Regions from separate parts of the Mus musculus genome. Here regions 1, 3 and 4 are each linked to region 2. A link is a contact called in public HiCAR-type, capture Hi-C and promoter capture Hi-C data. All regions are on one chromosome and are shown on one strand. The core of a region is the stretch at or near the end of the contact, and the rest is flanking DNA. Distances in the headings are between cores, read along the strand shown. Region 1 holds the start of H4c8 (H4 clustered histone 8). Region 2 holds the start of Pgbd1 (piggyBac transposable element derived 1). Region 3 holds the start of H4c6 (H4 clustered histone 6). Region 4 holds the start of H4c4 (H4 clustered histone 4).

What was found. HiCAR-type assays count read pairs that join an accessible place to other places. Capture Hi-C pulls out chosen DNA fragments and counts their contacts.
Region 1: a contact with region 2 is called in a capture Hi-C map of macrophages, with 7 times the contacts expected there. The contact joins the promoter of H4c8 here to the promoter of Pgbd1 in region 2. A contact is called at or near these places in 5 of 39 promoter capture datasets (cranial neural crest, hippocampal neurons, liver and 1 more), 2 of 115 datasets of contacts at active chromatin or transcription factors (astrocytes and embryonic forebrain) and 2 of 9 other capture datasets (liver and macrophages).
Region 3: a promoter capture Hi-C map of pancreatic islet shows a contact between it and region 2, with 6 times the contacts expected there. The contact joins the promoter of H4c6 here to the promoter of Pgbd1 in region 2. A contact is called at or near these places in 8 of 39 promoter capture datasets (the 3T3-L1 cell line, cranial neural crest, frontonasal cranial neural crest and 4 more), 1 of 484 Hi-C or Micro-C datasets (B cells), 2 of 115 datasets of contacts at active chromatin or transcription factors (astrocytes and embryonic forebrain) and 3 of 9 other capture datasets (adipose tissue, macrophages and pancreatic islet).
Region 4: a HiCAR-type map of astrocytes shows a contact between it and region 2, with 4 times the contacts expected there. The contact joins the promoter of H4c4 here to the promoter of Pgbd1 in region 2. A contact is called at or near these places in 7 of 39 promoter capture datasets (the 3T3-L1 cell line, 3T3-L1-derived adipocytes, cranial neural crest and 3 more), 2 of 115 datasets of contacts at active chromatin or transcription factors (astrocytes and double positive thymocytes) and 1 of 9 other capture datasets (liver).

What each region holds. Positions count from the first base shown.
Region 1 is chr13:23,529,030-23,532,341 of GRCm38.p6, reverse strand. It overlaps H4c8 (H4 clustered histone 8), which reads right to left and starts at 1,298. Exons shown (of 1, transcript NM_153173.4): 1 at 864-1,298. The coding sequence starts at 1,227. The coding sequence ends at 916. Gm11335 (predicted gene 11335) reads left to right here and starts at 1,414. Exons shown (of 2, transcript NR_167693.1): 1 at 1,414-1,665. It overlaps n-TMcat9 (a tRNA gene), which reads left to right and starts at 1,923; the gene lies at 1,923-1,994.
Region 2 is chr13:21,439,270-21,442,518 of GRCm38.p6, reverse strand. It overlaps Pgbd1 (piggyBac transposable element derived 1), which reads left to right and starts at 1,466. Exons shown (of 5, transcript NM_001162920.1): 1 at 1,466-1,759. Zscan26 (zinc finger and SCAN domain containing 26) reads left to right here. Exons shown (of 6, transcript NM_001347491.1): 6 at 1-339. 4930470G03Rik (RIKEN cDNA 4930470G03 gene) reads right to left here and starts at 2,048. Exons shown (of 4, transcript NR_151504.1): 1 at 1,018-2,048; 2 at 738-883.
Region 3 is chr13:23,550,044-23,553,289 of GRCm38.p6, reverse strand. It overlaps H4c6 (H4 clustered histone 6), which reads left to right and starts at 1,622. Exons shown (of 1, transcript NM_175655.3): 1 at 1,622-2,004. The coding sequence starts at 1,647. The coding sequence ends at 1,958.
Region 4 is chr13:23,580,064-23,583,329 of GRCm38.p6, reverse strand. H4c4 (H4 clustered histone 4) reads right to left here and starts at 1,762. Exons shown (of 1, transcript NM_175654.3): 1 at 1,361-1,762. The coding sequence starts at 1,728. The coding sequence ends at 1,417.

The DNA of each region.
Region 1 (3,312 bases), core at 49-2,548, 2.1 Mb before region 2:
AAGGAGACCCAAAATCCTGTAAACTGTTCATTCACCTAGTAACACACACAAAGTGTTAAATAAACATCACATTAACACCCTGAATTTCTGTGATTTCATAGTATAATCATACAAGTAGATTGCTGGCCATGAAGAAAAGCATCTTTTCTGTCGAGTTTTTCTTTTGACTTTTGGGGGGTTTCTTTGTTTTCGTTTTGTTTTGTTTTTGGAGACATTTAGCCCCAAACTTTCGGTGTACAGTACTCTAAAATCTTATCACTCTTGGCTGAAACCAAATTCCTGAAGATACACTTAGACCACATCGAAAATATCAAAACTGCCTATACTGACTTAGATTTTATTAAAACATCCATCACGAATGCACTCCTACATGTTAACAATCGGGACGTTCCCATAAAGTTGCATATTAGAACTACCAGTTTTTTAATACTTTATCTAATGCCCAACCTTAATGAAACATTCCTTTTTTAGTAAACACCTCTCCACCGTGAGTGCCAGAAAAGCCCACACTGCATGGGTCTCCAGGACACGCCGGATTTCCGCAGTCTGCGCAGACGCTCCAAAGCACAGAAACAGCCAACCACCGTCGGTGCTGTGCACTCAGGCCCGCCCCACGCTCTAGTCCCAAACTGCGCAGCCGCTAGCTCTCGCGCTTTGTCCTTGCAACCTGCACCATATAAACAAAAAACTTTATACTTCCTACTTCAATAAATGCACGCTGCCCGAATATAATTTAAGAATTTGCCAACCTGGATTGTAAATACCTGAATAGTGAGTCGATTAACGTACTTACACAACGCTGCTAACGTTGCACAATCATTTCAAAACGTAAAACACATGTTCGCTCTTTTAATAAGAAAATGTGGGCGGCCCTGAAAAGGGCCTTTGGTTTTGTAGGTCAGAAGCAAGATTCGCTTAACCGCCGAATCCGTAGAGGGTGCGGCCCTGGCGCTTGAGCGCGTAGACCACGTCCATGGCGGTGACGGTCTTGCGCTTGGCGTGCTCCGTGTAGGTGACGGCGTCGCGGATCACGTTCTCCAGGAACACCTTCAGCACACCGCGGGTCTCCTCGTAGATGAGGCCGGAGATGCGCTTCACTCCCCCGCGCCGGGCCAGGCGGCGGATGGCGGGCTTCGTGATGCCCTGGATGTTGTCACGCAGCACTTTGCGGTGGCGCTTGGCGCCGCCTTTGCCAAGACCTTTACCGCCCTTGCCACGACCAGACATGGTGTACTTGCTGAAGAAAAAACCTCAACAGAGTGGAAGGCACAGGCACATTACTTATATGCAGTGTTTTCGGACCTGATTGAAGACTGAAACCCCCTGCAATGGCCCCGCCCCTGGCATGGGCAATGCCTAGTGACGTCACCAACGTTCGTTGTACTCGCTCCTTGAGCTGGGTCCTTTGTCCCCATTCCGGACTTCCCGGCCATTTTAACGAGTTCAGACTAAACAGTTTCTTTAGCAATACATATTTGTCACTTGTAACAAATTTAGAAAGACAGGAGATCTTTGGTGAGCCAAGCGATCACAAATACTGATGTGGAGGTCTCGCTTCCCATGTTTTTATTTTCGGCTGTAAAGGACTAAACACTGGAGAAAATAGCACCATTTCTTCCACTATCTCGACTTAAGGACAAACCTGATCCCAAACTCTTCGCGCAGGTAAATGCGTGGTTGGTCACTAAGACGCGCTGTATTGTTTTCTCCTTTGTCGAATTACTTACTAGTATGTTAATGTTTACTGATCTAGTCCAAATTTTGCTTTCTCTTTGACTCATTAGCGACATTATTCCCAACAAATATTAGCCTTTAGGTAGACAAAAATTAGAAGGTGCCTTCCTGCAGGCCTTTGTATGAAGTAGAGAAACACCAACTGCAAATAAAGTTAAGTATAATATTTTGAAAGGCTCTCTTTAAGTAGCAGAGTGGCGCAGCGGAAGCGTGCTGGGCCCATAACCCAGAGGTCGATGGATCGAAACCATCCTCTGCTATCTGGACTTTTTTTTTTCTTTTTTCCCTCCTCCTAAAGTTAAGTTCGTGAGGTAAATCGATCTCTGCAAAACGGAACTGGAACTTTTACATGGACGCTCAAGTGGTAACTCATGTGTTCTCTTGGTAATAAGTCAGATTTATTTTGCCCAATAAAACCTAAAATCACTACACGAAGGTGAATACAAGTGTAAGAGTGGAGGAACAGAGCTCAGTTTCTTCTATACATAATTCATAAAGCCTTATTTTTCAAGGGTCTGGTGGTAGGAATACATTCATTGATCAGTCCCTATAGATATTCTTTGCAATTACTAGAGTCTTAATCTTGACAACAATAGGTAGTGTTTTGAGAAAAGTGTGTGTAGTTAAGGGAGGATGTGGGGGTCTTCAGTTGAAGTCTGACTGAGAAAACCACTTCTGCTACCGACATTAGTCTCCACTTTCACAAAGATAAATCTTTGCTAAGCTATTGCTATTCTCTACGCTTATTTTTCAAGTTTTGTACTCACTGTCTTTTTTTATTTCTCTCACAGTAAAGATTCCTGTTCAAATTTTATATGTCACACTGTCCTAGAAGTTAAAACACAAAAAAAACATAGTAAGTAGTCTAGAATCAGTACAGATATTTTGGGTTACTTTGTTTTGAGTGACCTTGAAATGCTCCTCTTGCCTCTGCCAACAAGCTGTACTGTGTCTTCTTAAAATAGTTTTTCACTGGATCAGAAAACAGAAATCCAAAGGCCTCTCTCCTGTTAGGCTGTAGAGATGGAAGACTTTATTTCTTCTCAGAGGGGGTTAAAGGTAAAGATCAGCCTTTTTTTTTTTTTTTTTTTTTTTTGCTTCAAACCAAAAAAAAAAAAAAAAAAGTGAAAATTTTTTTTAAGAACTACTTTATGAGCTGCAAGAATAAAATTGATCTCAGCCCCATAACTACCCACCAGTTCAGTGACTTGGGGAAGTCCTTCCGTAACTACATGCGTGTGTAGTTAGGATTACAGGAAAGACTACAATACAGGAAAAGACTGTCACGAAGGAGAAGACTGGAGAAGGCTCTCTTGTCCTCTCCTCCATGGTGTCAGACATCCATCACTCCAGCTGAAAGCCACAGGAGTGTGCATCAGCTATGGCAGTCTAGTACTGTCTGTTCAACAGGAGTTCGAATAGTTCCAGGGAACTGGTTGCCTGGTGACCACATGCTTACTGGTCATAAATTAAATGCTACATTAAGTACACTGCCAGCATGGGTCACAGTCACTCCCTGCTTCAGGGATGGAGAATAAAATTACTACCCAGGAGCTATGAGGACATTCCCGAATTGTC
Region 2 (3,249 bases), core at 217-2,716:
TTCTGGCCTTTCTCTTAGCTTCTCCTTTTACTTCCAAACAGCATGGCCCTTAAAAATTAGAGAACTATCAAAATTTTAAATGCACATTATTCTTCGTCAGTTTGTGTGTGTAATATTTACTCAACAAATATATTTAAAGCAACATAAAAACATAATTATTGATAGTGTAAAGAGAATACTTTTCTATGGAAATAATGATATTGACAGTATTGTAAACAGTCTGTAAAGTGTTAATAAAGTTTCAAAGTAATTTTTGAATAAAATTAAAGCTATAAAAAGAAAGTAAAGATTTTTAAATGGTGTTTCCTACAGCATTACTTAATAAAGAATATAACTAAACCTGCATTATTGAGGATAGTTAAGTAAATTATTGTACCCTATACAACGGAATATTGTTGGGATGTTTATGCTTATGGGTCTGGGAGAGGCTCGGTTGGTAAAATGCCTATGACAGTGGTAGGGATGGTAGTATAGAGCTATAATCCCCCTGGGGGTGGGGGATCCCCAGAGCTTGCTGGCAGCCAATGTAGCTGCATCAGTGAGCCCCAAGATTCAGTAAGAGACCTTGTCTAAAAAATAAAGTTGAAGAGTTATAGAGAAAAGCCTCAGGAATCGACCTCTGGCCTCCATACCCACATGCACATGTGGATGTTCATAAACACTCAAAACAACAATATTTTTCAGCTGCTATAGAAAAAGGATTGCTGTCTTAGCCAAATAATAAAGTGCAAACTTACATTTTGATTTCCGTAAGTGCTTCAAAAGCTATTATTCTCGATGAACAAAACGTTCCCAAATGTCCTGAGAATTTATAAGACATCTCTAGGAAGGTTGTGGTGGTAGATCCGCCAGTAAGTGCTTGCCAACACACCTGAGTTCAATCCTTGAGACCCACAAAGCAAGAGAGCTCCAAGTTGTCATATGATCTCCCAGTCGAATACACAGGAAGTAAATATGGTTAACTTTTGAATTCAAGCTACCTGGGATTTTGCACGCATATAAAATCTGTATACTCACCTTAGGGCTTTGTTGGGTATTTACCCAACTGACTGTCCGCACAAGACCCTGTAAAGGCCAACTCAGCTTTGTCTTTATGGAAGACAGTCTAGGAAAATTTTTCTTTTGTGGTGCTGGGGACCGAACCCAGTAAGTATGTCAAGCAAGAGCGCTCCCTCAGGTACATCCTACAGGGTTTTTTGGTTTTTTTTTTTTTTTTTTTTGTTGTTGTTGTTGTTGAAATGATTTACGGAAATGAGCGCGTGTTTGGTTTCTTCGAAACTACCAGGAGAGGTGCGGGTCAGGAAAACCACGACCTGGCTCCACCGGTGCACCAGAGATTGTCACCAGGCTTCTAAGGAGCACAACGCTTGCCGGAAGTTGCCAGTGAGTCTCCAGCTCCAACTACAGGAAGTGCCCCCTCGGTGCCCAGCTCCGTCTGCAGGAAGTGCCCCCTGTCCTTCATCCCTTTGGACTCCTTCCCGCCGACCTTCATCGTCGCGGGCTCGGAGACTAACAGCAAGAACCGCCAGGCTGTGGCGCTCTGGCCTCTTGGCTCTGGTCGCAGGCTTTTTTCATGAGCTTCGGCACATCCTCACGTCCTCGTAGCACACGTTCCCTAAACTTTTAAGCAGCAAATAGACACCCTTAGCTGCTGGGCGCTGGCGTATATAATTTTAGCGTAGATCTGGGCAGGTTAGAGCCCTGGCGAAGGCACTACAGGTACATCTATTACGTTCGTCCGGTCTTTGTTGGGTATCAGGTACGTGCTGCGATTCTAGTTTATGTAGAGGTCTGCCAGGAGCAGGGGTGGCTGTGCAGTGATCTGCAATAGAAGCTGGAGAACGGAGTACGTGCACCCAGAGGTGCACACCCGGTTGCCACCTGTGTGGCTCAGTTTTCCCATTCCTATTTTAGGTTCGAGGGTAGCCACGATAGATTATGCAGGTACAGAGCAGGTCTTGTGTCAGTAGGAATTTACATTGGAAGGATAGACCAATACAGAGCAGGAAAAAAAACTGTCACCCTGAATTCGAGGAACTGGGAAGTCCATGGTTTTTTTAGTAGGTAGGAACTAACTTCTTTTATTCTAGGATTAACTTTACTCATGGAAAATAATTAGGTGCTTAATATACTTGGTGGTAAACTAAACGGGAGACGCAGGTAAGATTGGATTCTGGGAGTTTGAAGTTAGCCCAAGGAGAAGTTTCTGATGGTTGCCATGGTTTTGTACGTGCGTGTGCGTGTGCGTGTGCGTGTGTGTGTGTGTGTGTAATGGCAGTCTGACCTCAAAGGACGCTAGAAGTTTGTCCTCACCAGCAAGCAAGCAAAGTTTCCTCTCTGAACACCGTTTGCAGCTCTCTAATTCGGTGCAGATGGATGGTTCCTATATGCTGTGTATACAAGACACAAGACTGGTTCCCACTTTCAACATCAGTTCTAAGTTCCACTTTATTTTACCTATGCTTCTGACCCACTGGCTGGAAATCAGGGTTTTTACTAACTGCTCCCAGAGCTCAGATCCCACAGAACTCAGGAAACATGCTTACTGACGTGTTACAAAGCGTATTGCAAAGGATTCAGGTGAAGCAGGGATAGATATCCCTGTGTTTACGAATAAGGGGTGTGGTACTTCTATGCCCTCTGTGGAGGCATCAGTCTCCAACTGTTTGGAAGCTCCACATCCTGCCTTTTGAATTTTGATGGAGACATTATTATATAGACCTAGTTAATTGAATAACTGTTCGGTGGTCATCCATTTAACTTACAGCTTATCCCATCCAAAGGAGTTTTATTTTGTTTTGTTTTGTTTGTTTTTAAAGCAACATGGCTCTAAGAACACCCACACTATTATGTAACCACCACAATGAATTGAGATCTGCAAGCTAACTCAGGGGTTATTCCTGGATAGTAAACATTTCTAGATGCTATAGAAGAGCTACTGTATTCCTGGATTAATTTAGAAAACCACAAATGACAGCATTTTAGCATTGCTGTTCTTCACTTAAAATATTTTATACATCTTTCACATTAGTACATGTGCTGTTCCTTTTCATTTGTATTTAATAAATACATGTTCTGCCAGTGTATAATTCTTATATACTTTCATAGCTGGCCTCTTACTAATGAACTTCCAGCACTGTAAAATTATCCTTTATTTACCTGATTTAATTGTCTCCAAGGCTTATTACCTCAATCTGCTAACTTAGGCCTTGTCCTGAACATTTCTAGCTTCCATACAACCTAATCTAG
Region 3 (3,246 bases), core at 373-2,872, 2.1 Mb before region 2:
AAAATAATAGGGCTAATAAATAGGTAGCAAGAAAAGAAATATATAAAGAGAAGAAGGCAACTTTAGGCTGAAATAATAAGTAACAGGAAAACAATCATAATAGATGGGGAAGAAGACAAATTTAAGACAAATGTGCTCAAAATATCTATAAAAATTAGAGCTATCAATTTTATATCCCTTTCTGTTGACATTACATGAAGATACTGGCAACTTGGAACTCACATCCAAGTACAAAAGAGTATGTATTAAGTTCATTTTCTAAAATGGGAGCCTTTAAATATTTAAAAACCCCCCTCCCACTTCTCTCTCCCCTCTGTAACACCTTTTAACTGTGTGTGGAAGCTAAATAGCATCTTGCATACTTGAGGAGTATTCTAAGTCCTCGATTTTTTAGAAAAGCCCATTCTCCAATGTGCAAATACATCCCCATCTACAGTCTAGATAACTGAAACTGTGCTCAACAAGTTTCAGGGCAAGGTCAATGCAATTGGGATATGGCTGCTTCACTGGGGTACTTACTAGGCAGCAGGAAGGAATATGCTGAGCTGATGTCATGTCACACTTCACAGCCTGAACTTAGTTTCCCTTAAGTGACCTTTGAGTTCCTTGGGTGGGGGAGAGGAATCCACTGTGCTATTTAACCCCACTGTACTCACACTAGTTTTGGCATTCTGGTATGTACAGAGTGAGTGGGGTGAGGACTGGTGATTTTCTGGAAAGAAGCATAGAAAAGTTCTGTGGGGTAATTGGGATAAGCACATCCTGAGTACATGGTAGTTACTTTTGTTTTTTTGTTTTTTTGGGTTTTTTGTTTGTTTGTTTGTTTCTCTACCATTATCATAGAAACGTCTCACACAAGCAATAGCCAAAGCACATCTTCAAGATGGCCTCTCTCTACACAAGGATGGGGCTCAAACCAGTACTACAGAGGCTAAAAAGAAAACGGTGGCTACCGGTCATGAAACACAAAAGTCCTCCCCAGCAACAATAGCGTTTATTAAAAAGATTAGATCTTCAACTCTGAGCAAGTCTCCATCTTTCCAGGCCAGCCTGGTCTACAGAGTGAGTGCCAGGACAGCCAGGGCTACACAGAGAAACCCTGTCTCGAGAAAAAAAAAAAAAAAAAGGGAAGCAGTATATATTCAATCAATACTAGTGCCCTTTGTAGACTTGAAAACAGAGCTATGTGCAAGCCTCTGAGAAATGCAAAGAGCTTCATAAGTGAGATTTAATAATGCTTGCAAAATTTTAGAAGTTACATTTTCGTAAATCTTCCACCTAAAAGATAACCTTACTGTACTATATCCGGTTTTGTAGATAAGTGTATGGATAACAACCTCCTTTTTAAAAATGATGAGTGGCTGGGAGAATTATAAACTATCGGTTGTCAGAACCTACAAGTACGCTCCTGAAGGACACAAACTAGTGACTAAGAACTCCAAGAGAAAAGCGGAAAACTCATATTCCCCTCGCCACAGGGGCTGTGCCTTCCGCCTAGCAATAGGATTCAGCCAGTGAGTTAGAGGGGCGGATACAGAATCACCTTCCCGCCCGCGCCTTTTCAGTCCTCTAAAAGGTCCGCATTCGCCATATATATACCAGCTGTAGAGGGCGCTTAAGGAATTTCAACTCAGTGCTCCATAGCCATGTCTGGTCGTGGTAAGGGAGGAAAAGGCCTGGGCAAAGGCGGCGCTAAGCGCCACCGTAAGGTTCTTCGCGATAACATCCAGGGCATCACCAAGCCCGCCATCCGCCGCCTGGCCCGGCGCGGAGGAGTGAAGCGCATCTCCGGTCTCATCTACGAGGAAACCCGCGGTGTGCTGAAGGTGTTCCTGGAGAACGTGATCCGCGACGCCGTCACCTACACGGAGCACGCCAAGCGCAAGACCGTCACCGCCATGGACGTGGTCTACGCGCTCAAGCGCCAGGGCCGCACCCTCTACGGATTCGGCGGTTAAGCTCACCTGGAGCTTCTTTCTCAAAGGCCCTTTTCAGGGCCACCCACTTTGTCATAAAAAGCTGTTTGCATTTCTCGACTTGTAATTGTTCTGTCCCTAAAGTTCAAAATGGCGGCTGAGACTTTTCAAAAGGTAAATCTAGGCAATGAAAGTGCTTCCCCAGTAGTTTGTAGTAATTATAACACATCAAATCCAGACAAGGTCTACTGCTTTCTCCCAGTGCTTAAGCTGAGTCTTATTCCCTTGAAGGTGCTAAATACAAAGGGCAAAAGATACTTTTGAAGAGATGATGAACAAAATTCTTAGGCCTAAAGAGCTGTTTTAACCTGTGTGCTCTTTCCCCTGTATCCTTGATTACAACCCTAACGTTTCACTTCTGGGCTAAAGCTCAAGGCTGCCAGCTCTTCCTGACAACGTTGCTCCAGAGGGAAAACTCCATTACTAGTTAACAGACTGGTTCATATTTTTTAAGTGGCCTTATTACTTAGCAACTTAGACTTGTTACCCTGCTATGAGCCAGGCTTTCCACATTGAGAAGGATTCGACTACTAAATGGCTTGTTGACTTCCAAATTTACAGCTCCTGCTATACATGAGATCACAACCACTCCCGCAGTCAAAATGATGGGCCCAAAAGCACACTAGTGACCCTATATTCCTAACTTAGCAATATCAAGATTACATGCTTCCTGGCACACATCCTGTTTTTCTCATTCTTCTGTATGCTTTCTGGGTCCTTTTCAAATTATTTTAATGATGAGTTATCTTTTCCCCTGCAGTGTTTTTTAAGCAATTTTAAATAGTTTTCATCTCTTTTGTACAAAAATAAAATTTTCTTAACTGATTATCCTGCATCTAAAAAATAAAACCCAAACTCCTGTGTTTTATCTGACATCTGTCTTGCCTCTATGACCTCATCCATAACCATGAATTATACTCCCAACTAGACTGAACAACACATCTTTTCTTCCAAATGAAATTTCCATCTGTACACGTGTGGTTTGTTCTCATAAGAATGTAATGTCTTTTTCAACCTTCACCTTTCTACCTGAACCAAGTACTGCCAGTGCCAATTATAGAACCTAACACACAGCAATTACTTAGTATGAATAAAATTAAAAGCTATAAAGACAAAATTGACTTTCCTCTAAATATCTGCAACAATTAGATTTGATTAATTATTTGATCAAGAATACCCATATAACAGTTACAAACAAAGCCTTAGCTTTGGAGAAAAGTACCTTTGAAATCTTCTCAGCCTAGTAGATTTTAAACATAATCTGTAAACA
Region 4 (3,266 bases), core at 513-3,012, 2.1 Mb before region 2:
CTCTACCTAAGCTTCCTATTGAGGCTTGGCCAGCCTACAGAGAAGATTCTACTTTAAAATAGATAGAAAAACAAAAGAAAAGTGGATGTGAGTATTGACTGTTGAGCTTGTTGAAGGACATATCGATTGGTAAGTTACTTCTCCTCCAGCTAAATAAGCTGATTCAAGCCAGATTGGATTATATTAAAGGCAGGTTTATTGGGAAGCTGCTCTCAGAAGAATTCACTGGCCCCAAGGCCAGGGAAGTCACCATGGGCAGAGGTTGGAGGAAAGAAAGAGAGAAGGGGTATACACCAGGAGAGAAGAGAAGGGGAAATGTGGGAGGAAAGAAAAAGCAGAAAGACCAAAATGTCTGAATTACATAAGGAAGAGCCTCTGGGGGAAGGGCAGCCCATCCCCTGGGCTAGAAATTTCAGGGTTGGGGGCAGGGTGTGCCAGATAGGGACTGTGGGAAGCTGGGAGAACCTGGAGACCAGGTCCGCTTTGATATGTAAAATATGTTAACTTGTCCCAGGGTCTGAAGCTAAATACTGAAGATATTTACCCAAGTTTTTATTGACTACAAGGTCTGGGTCTTTTTTTTTTTTTTTTTTAATTCTTGGAGGGAAGGGCTGGAGGGACAGCTAAAGCATGTGCTCCGTGTGCCTGGTGGCCTGAGTTTAGTCCCTAAAGTGTATATAAAGGTAAGAAATATATAAACACAAATAAAAAAAATTTTTTAAGTTCTTAGCAGACACTGATGTTTCTTCTCTGGTGACTCTTTGGGAACAACTGATAATGCTGACGAAAGTTAATGAAGTCCTGGACCATATGAAGTTTTCCTTGAGGAATAGATAGAAGATTTACACGTCAATCTCTGGTGCTTATTTTACAGATTAGGAAGTTAGAGAAAGCTGGGTGTGGTGGACCACGATTTTAATCCCAGTACGTGGGAGGCAGAGGTAGGAAGATATCTGTGAGCCTGGTGTATAGAGTAAGTTCCAGGCCAGGGCTATTACACAGAATACATGGAAAGAATGAAAGGAGGGAGGGGAAGAAATTGTAGAAAGCTCCAGGTTAGAAAACTTGAACATAATTCAGTGTTCCTAGGTTTCCAAGGCCTGGATTGATTAGAGGGTTTGGTTTTGAGACAGGATAGCATCTATACCTTAAGGGACTTGGAAAAAAGGATCTTGACTGACCCTCAGCCCTCTCCTGAGAATGTCAGCATTAAAGAATGAGACAACAGGCCTGCTTTTAGGCTATCAATACTGAAGATAGACAGGTGGACCTGCCTAAACAGATACTATGTATCGAGCCAGTCCCAGCACCCACCCCATTCCAGAAAACCACCTAAGAGCAGCTCCTTTAAGTGAGAAGGTAGTGGCCCTGAAAAGGGCCTTTGGTTTTTGGGTGAAGAAAAATAAATGAGTACGTTTAGCCGCCGAATCCGTAGAGGGTGCGACCCTGGCGCTTGAGCGCGTAGACAACGTCCATGGCGGTGACGGTCTTGCGCTTGGCGTGCTCCGTGTAGGTGACGGCGTCGCGGATCACGTTCTCCAGGAACACCTTCAGCACACCACGGGTCTCCTCGTAGATGAGGCCGGAGATGCGCTTCACTCCTCCGCGCCGGGCCAGGCGGCGGATGGCGGGCTTGGTGATGCCCTGGATGTTGTCGCGCAGAACTTTGCGGTGGCGCTTAGCACCACCCTTACCAAGACCCTTGCCGCCTTTCCCGCGTCCAGACATGTTAGCAAACTAGGAAGGAAGCTCACTAGCCAGTGACTGTAACAAGCGGCCTTCCTGGCTTTTATAATACCAATGCGGACCTGTTTGAAAACCTGAAGGGAAGGGGGCGTGAACCATGGTCAATTCCCGCCCTTCTGGCGTTTATCCTATGAAAAGGCTGAGGAGACAAGGCGGGTCCTAAGACAAGAGCAGAGCCAGCAGTTGAAAATTCAACACATTGCCCTCAAGAGTGACAATTTATGTATTGTGAAAAAAGAAATTTGTCTTTTATCAGACCAAATAGAAAGTAATGTTATTAGTCTCGTGAACCTATAAATCGGGACACCCCCCGTATTATTTCAGATATTTACATTACAATTCATAACAGTATCAAAATTACAGTTAAGCAGCAGTGAAATAACTTTATGGGTGAGGGTAACCACAACATGAGGTGCTGTAGTAAAGGGTCCCAGCATCAGGAAGGTTTAGGACCACTGAATCCAAGGTTTTAAGTACAATTTTAAGAACACTTACTATTTCCTGTTCTGAGACTTTTTATTGACTTAGGTACGTATGCCTAAGAATCTGAACTTTTTTTTTTTAGCATTCAGGCTGACCAGGGGGAAGTAAAACCTCAAAATGTTACAGGACTGTAGCGCTGAAAGATTAGAAGATGTAAAGGATATGCATCCCAAAGGTGTGGGCCTTCTGCTTGAATTACACATAGACATCAGGAGCTCTGGGAACAGGGATGGGGGAAAGGGGCTGCTCTTTATGTTTACTATGCTTTCACTGAATCTCAGGATTTCTTGCATGTATGTTTTTTAGTTAATAAACATTGCACAGAAAATCTATTATCCTTAGCACATCATAGTTATATGTACCTCAAAATATCATGCATGCACCCCCACCTCACACTGACAGTTCTTAGTCAAAGGATTTGGTGGTTTCATGTACTAATGAAGAGTCACACACTAATATCTAACCAAATACTTCCATAAAATGCTAATACAGTAAATACTCATGCTGTATTGTTTTCCACATCTGCATTACTCTTCTAGAAAGGAAAAGAACAGTTTCTTCTGCTCTGTGAATGAGTGGATGACCCAAAGCAATGTTTTAGAATCACTCTTCAAGAAGAGCGCCACAGAATTCAAAGACTCTGAGTTTCTGGAGATTCATAGAGAAACATTAAAACTGCATGTGAATATTTACTGGGTGAAGTGCTTGATGCATATAAAAACCCTGGGTTTGATCTTGGGGACTACAATGGGCTGGTGGCAATGCACTGTTGTAATTCCAGCACTGCATAGGATGGTTGAAGCAGGAAGGTCAGGTATAGATAATTCTCAGGAACATAGTGAGTTTGAGGATAGGCTGAGCTATATAAGCTTTTGTTGGTGGATGGGGATGGGGGAGGAGTGGACTCCATGCTTGTAGAAATGAAATTGTGTTCCTTAAAATGATCTATTAGAGATGTCCAAGAGTTTGGAAATGACTATTTTTGTCTTTCAATTATTCTTACAGGTTTTTTATAGAGAAATAAATAGCAAACATAA